Linked DNA regions of Mus musculus: region 2 is linked to region 1. The links are chromatin contacts, called in public promoter capture Hi-C maps. All regions are on one chromosome and are shown on one strand. The core of a region is the stretch at or near the end of the contact, and the rest is flanking DNA. Distances in the headings are between cores, read along the strand shown.

Region 1 (2,598 bases), core at 54-2,553:
GCAGTTTAAGGTTAAGCTGGCAGAATCCTCAGACAGATCTTTAAAAAGCCGGCTCCTTAATGATCAAGCAGCATTTGTCTGATCCTTCACGGCCCCAGATGTACGTCTACGTCTCAGACAGAGCTCAAAATAAGTTTGTGAACAGTTCGTAAGGCAAAAGAGAAAAGAAAGTCACCAAGTAGCTCGCTGTGGAAAGCGGAAACCTATTCCCACTTCCCTGTGTCTGATTGAACCACTGTGAGCCTGCAATGCCACACACCCCGGAGGGACCAGATTAAAGACCTCTGGAAACGCTTTTTTTTTTTCTGCAGATCTGGTTAGACAGGTTCTTTTCACACCTCTGCAGCTTATCTAAGGCTCGACTCGCAGCCTTGAAGGAAGCTCTGCCCTTCCTAAACTACAGGGAGCAAAAGAAACCCAGCGCTGAGAAATGAGATGCTAAAGTTCAAAGTCAACATCATGCAAATGGCAGACAGGAGGGCGGGAGAGCCGCTTGTTGTCCAAAAAGGAAGGCTGTCGCGGGTGACTCCGCAGACAAAGCTTGCTGTGAAAACCTGAGGACCCGAGTTCAGATCGCCAGCACACTAGTCAGGCACGGCCGCACATGCGCACAGGTCACGGGTGCTGGTCGGAATGGAAACAGGATCTCTGGAGATTGATGGCTGCCAGCCTATCTCCAGGTTCAGTAAAACACCTCTCTCCAAAGGAACTGATTGAGACTGATAGAGGACACCCAGGATACAGACCTTGTATCCTTGTATCCTTGCTCCAGCTTCCGCCCATATTCTGCTTCCTGGTCCTCTGTCCTTGAACAGGTCAAACCCCGGTCCTTGTGGGTGCAGTAGCACGCACTACATCTACTAAGTGGCCACTCCAAGCCCCGTGTTAGTTTTTTTTTTTTTTTTTTTCCTCACTGTGGCAAAAAAACCCGATGTAAACAAGTTAAAAGGAGAGATTTGTTTTGTCCTGGATGGTTGTGGTTCAGTCCCTGGGAGCCTGGCTCCACAGTGCCTAAAGACACAAAGGGTCATGGTTGAGAGTATGTGAAAGCAGAAATACTTACCTTGTTCATCTTGGGAAGGAGGGAGGGAGGAAAAAAGAAGGGAGAAAGAGAGAGAATAAATGTGAATGTTATTTTTGGGTCGCTATGACCAAAATATGGGCCAGAAACAACTGAAGAGAGGAAAGGTTTGCTTTGGTTCGTGGATTTCAGGGGTTTTGTTCAGCACAGCAGTGACAGTATGACAGAGTTCACAGTGGCGGGAGCGAGTAGTCTTCACATAACAAAGGACTGTGAAACAAAGACTAAAGCTGGAAGCAGAGACCAGCCTATAACCTTCAAAGGACCACCCAAGTGACTAATTTCCAAGACAGTTAGAGCCTACTTTCTAAAGGTTCCATAGGCCCCTATACTGGACATGAAGTCCCCAACACACTTCATACTTAAGCCACAACCATATGGGGCTGGCTTTAAGTCATGTTTGTATATAAACCACAGGTTGTGGATACAATACTATGTTCCAGGCATCAAGTGGAGGGTTTCTAAACATATCCTCCATGAATAAGGAACAGATTGTCTGTTTTCTTTTTTTTTAAAAAAATGTTTATTTTTAAATTAATAAATGTGTGTGTGTGTGTGTGTGTGTGTGTGTGTGTGTACACGGGCATGCAAATGTTTATATGTACCATGTGCATGCAGTGCCTGTGGAGGCCAGAAGAGGGCACCAGATTCCCCGGAGCTGAAGTTCTGAGAGGTTGTGAGCTACCTGATATGGGTGCTAGGATCCAAATCCAGGTCCTCCAGATGAGCTGGCAAATTCTCTTAACCTCCAAGCCATCTCTTCAGCCTTAAGTTGTCTGTTTTGCTATGGCAGCCTGAACTGGCAAGTTCAGAAACACAGCAGGAGTCACAGAGCTGTTTTGTCAGGATGGTGGTGCTTCCCCAAAGAGCTATCAACCGGTGTCTGCTAAGTGGTCGGTGATGAAACTGTGTGTCCTTTCTCTGTGAGGTCTGGGAAAGGGGGCCAGTTACTCTGCTTGGGGCTTCCCTTTTCTGTCCAAAAACACTGTCATTCTCTTCTTTGCTGAAGGTATTTTTCTGCCTTGGAGAAGACACCAATGACCCAAAACCCAGTTTAAGCTTTATAAAGAGAGGAGTGAAAGCCAGTCTATCTTTTTCCTTGGAACTCACTTGCCTGACTCTTGCTTTCAGGGAGGACAAAATGCTAAGTCAAGATCACATTCTTCAATGGCTGGCTTTACGGTCACCCACTCAAGTGACAGAGATGCTAGTCAGGTCTCCAATGACCCAAGAGTTGTAAATACTGACCTCTTTGTATATTAGAAGATTTATCTTTGACAAAGTTGTAAAGAGTTTGTTTGCTTTCTGCATTTCCAAACCCCAAAGAGTCTAGTGGCTCCAAGTTACACAAACAGTCCCAGGCAATTTGTTCTAATATACTCTTGAACTTAGGGCCTCACACATGCTAAAAAAGCATTCTAACACTGAGTCACGCCCCCAGGTCCTCACTGGGGGATTCTAGGCAGGGGCTCTACCACTGAGCCACACCTTCAGCCCCTCACTGGGGGATTCTAGGC
Region 2 (2,598 bases), core at 48-2,547, 260 kb before region 1:
AGGGGGTCAACAAGATGAGTTGGCAGGCTTGCAGCCCAGCCTCAGGACCCAAGTTTAATCCCTGAGACCCAAGTAGTAGAGGGGGAAACACTTCTCCTGCAGGTCATCTTCTGACCTCCACACATTCACCATAGCATGCATTCAACTCCACACATATACATACACACATGTACAGAGCTAGGTAGATGGATAAATAAGCATGAGCTGTCTACTGCGCAGAAAAATTAAATTAGCCCAAACAGGCCACTGCTAAAATGAATGAGGTTCTATTAGCCATAACCTATATTCTATCGCTGGGTCTGCTGAGCTTAGCAGTCGTTATTTTTATCAGAGAAGCTGCAACTACCTGCTGGTGACCTCCAAGACTTGTTTGTTGTTGAGGTTCCCTCATGGAAGAAGAATCGGAAAGATCACTCTCTGGACTCTCCTTTGTTCTCTCAGCTGCTCCCTCCTGAACCTCTCAGCCAGCTGTATGCAACTCTGCCCTCATTGTCTGTGGGCTCTGTGGCCCTGGGAAGTACTACAGTCTATAGATTGTAGAAGGTTAACAGAAGCTGGGGTGGGGAAGGGGTTGAGGGGGAACCGACCCCATGCAAAGAAAAACTTTGTCTGGACCTTGGTAGGAGGGAGGGGCCTGGTCGACCTCCTAAGAAGAAAATTATACAACGGCTACAAAGTGAGTTCTGGGCCAGCCTTAGATATGCAACAGAAAACCTGTCACAAGAAGCAAAAAAACAAAAAAACAAAAAACAAAATTAGTCAACAACAGCTAAGTCTGTGCATATATCCCCGAGGAACTGTGGATAGTTTGAATGTAGATGTTCTGGAAGTACAAAATGTATACCAAGTAGTGAAAATTTAGGACAGCGAAAGAGATTAAGGGCTAGGGAGAAGGCTTGGTGGGTTGTTTGCTGCGCTAGCTTTAGGACCTGAGTTCGAATCACAGCAACCTATGTAAAAGGCAAGCGGCGTGGTGAGCATCTGAGGCCCCGGCGCTGGGAGGGAATGGAGGTAGGCAGATTCCCGGGGCTCCTTGATCGTCGGTCTGTTAACTTGGTGAGCTAAAGGTTCAGTGAAGAGACCTTATCTCTGGAAAGATGGCTCTGGGACCTACGGAAGCACGATGCTTGGAGGGAGCATGCGCACCTGGTGAGGTAAGGATGGCCTCTGTGATCCCTAGAGGGGAGGGACTCTCGGGGAGGGCTGTGTGGGCGGAGGTGGCTGCAGGCGGGGACAGGCGAGCGCTGCGTCTCCACGCACAACCAGACGGAGCCGCCACTGCGGAGCTACAACCCAGCTCCCTGAGCATCCTCCCCGCGCCCCTCGGTATCCACGCTTCGCCATGGCCAAGGCCACCGACGTCCTCGTCTTCTGGTTCGCTTGCCTCCTGCTCTTGGGTCCGGCGAGGGTGGCGGCAGGTAAGTCAGAGCCTGCCTGGAGCTGTCCAGTACTGTCCAGAACCTAAGCTACCGAGATGACTCGGTGCGTTCTGCCCCTCTGCCCAGAAGTCACGCAGGCACTTGGGGTGTCTCCCTGCTCCCCTTCGATGCCTACCTCCATCACTCTGCCCTGGGAAGTGCATCCATCCCGATGCTCAAGACTGGTACTTACAAGGGGAGGAGCAGGGAGAATGGATGCATGCAGGGAAGCCCCGGTGGGCTGAGAGAGGCCATCGCGCCTCAGCCATCCCCAGGGGGAACCGCCCCCTTGCCTGCATGGGGTAGCGCTTTTGCTATAAGATGTAACCTTTTTCTAGAGATTTCTACCGTGATTACGTTGGCTAAGGGGTGGCACGGGTACTAGTCCACAGAGCCAGTCTGCCATTTCCTCCCTGGGAATGATTTTTTTTTTTTTAAAAAGGGGGGCTCCTGAGCCGACAGGTTTTTCCAAGGCTCACCAGGCACCCATCTCTCCGTGATGAAAAGAGCAACGCAACCTTCCTACCCCATTTTATGAATAATAAATGATCCGGATTCAAGAATTGTCTGAGACCGGTGAGCAGCTGTAAAAAGAAAAAGAAAAAAAAAAAGTCATTTTTCACAGCCCATTCAAAGAGTAGTGGGGGGAAGAGGGGGCCTGGCGTAGATTTGTGACAACAGCGGGAACCATGAAGTAAATTTAAATTAAAAAAAAAAAAAACAAAAACCTGCGTTTTTAGAATCAATTCGAGAATTCGAGGATTTTGTGGGAATTTTGCATTTTTAAAATCACCTGCAGCACCCCCCACCCTACCCCCACTCCCCACCCCCAACCCCTCTCCTAGAAATCCACCATAAAATTCATCTAGAAATGGACACCCTGGTCCATTAGGTTGTATGTGCCTAGAAGTTATGTGATTTAATTTCAAGAAATACACAAGTATATATATATATATTTATTTATTTGTATTTCAACACAGGATTTCTTTGTATAGCCCTGATTGTCCTGGAACTCATCTAGAAATGGACACCCTGGTCCATTAGGTTGTATGTGCCTTGAAGTTATGTGATTTAAATTATAAGGAACACACAACCATTTGTTTGTTTGTTTTGAGGCAGGGTTCCTCTGTGTAGCCCTGGCTGACCTGGAGCTCACTCTGTAGACCATCCTGGCTTTGAA

Evidence for each region. Promoter capture Hi-C pulls out the DNA fragments that hold promoters and counts their contacts.
Region 2: a contact with region 1 is called in a promoter capture Hi-C map of embryonic stem cells, with 5 times the contacts expected there. The contact joins the promoter of Tmem130 here to the enhancer-like site in region 1. A contact is called at or near these places in 6 of 39 promoter capture datasets (cranial neural crest, embryonic stem cells, frontonasal cranial neural crest and 2 more) and 5 of 115 datasets of contacts at active chromatin or transcription factors (embryonic stem cells and stem cell-derived neural progenitor cells).

The regions. Positions count from the first base shown.
Region 1 is chr5:144,505,061-144,507,658 of GRCm38.p6, reverse strand. All of the region lies in intron 2 of Gm33765 (a long non-coding RNA gene), which reads left to right. Among named protein-coding and RNA genes, the nearest start is that of Gm33765, 14 kb to the left of the region's middle. Within about 2 kb of position 1,303, at least 20 of the 459 cell types and tissues checked have an H3K27ac peak or open chromatin away from gene starts, as enhancers often do. A contact at or near this core is called in embryonic stem cells, where this site is marked.
Region 2 is chr5:144,760,277-144,762,874 of GRCm38.p6, reverse strand. It overlaps Tmem130 (transmembrane protein 130), which reads left to right and starts at 1,297. Exons shown (of 8, transcript NM_177735.4): 1 at 1,297-1,418. The coding sequence starts at 1,343. It overlaps Gm38739 (a long non-coding RNA gene), which reads right to left and starts at 1,260. Exons shown (of 3, transcript XR_868688.3): 1 at 347-1,260.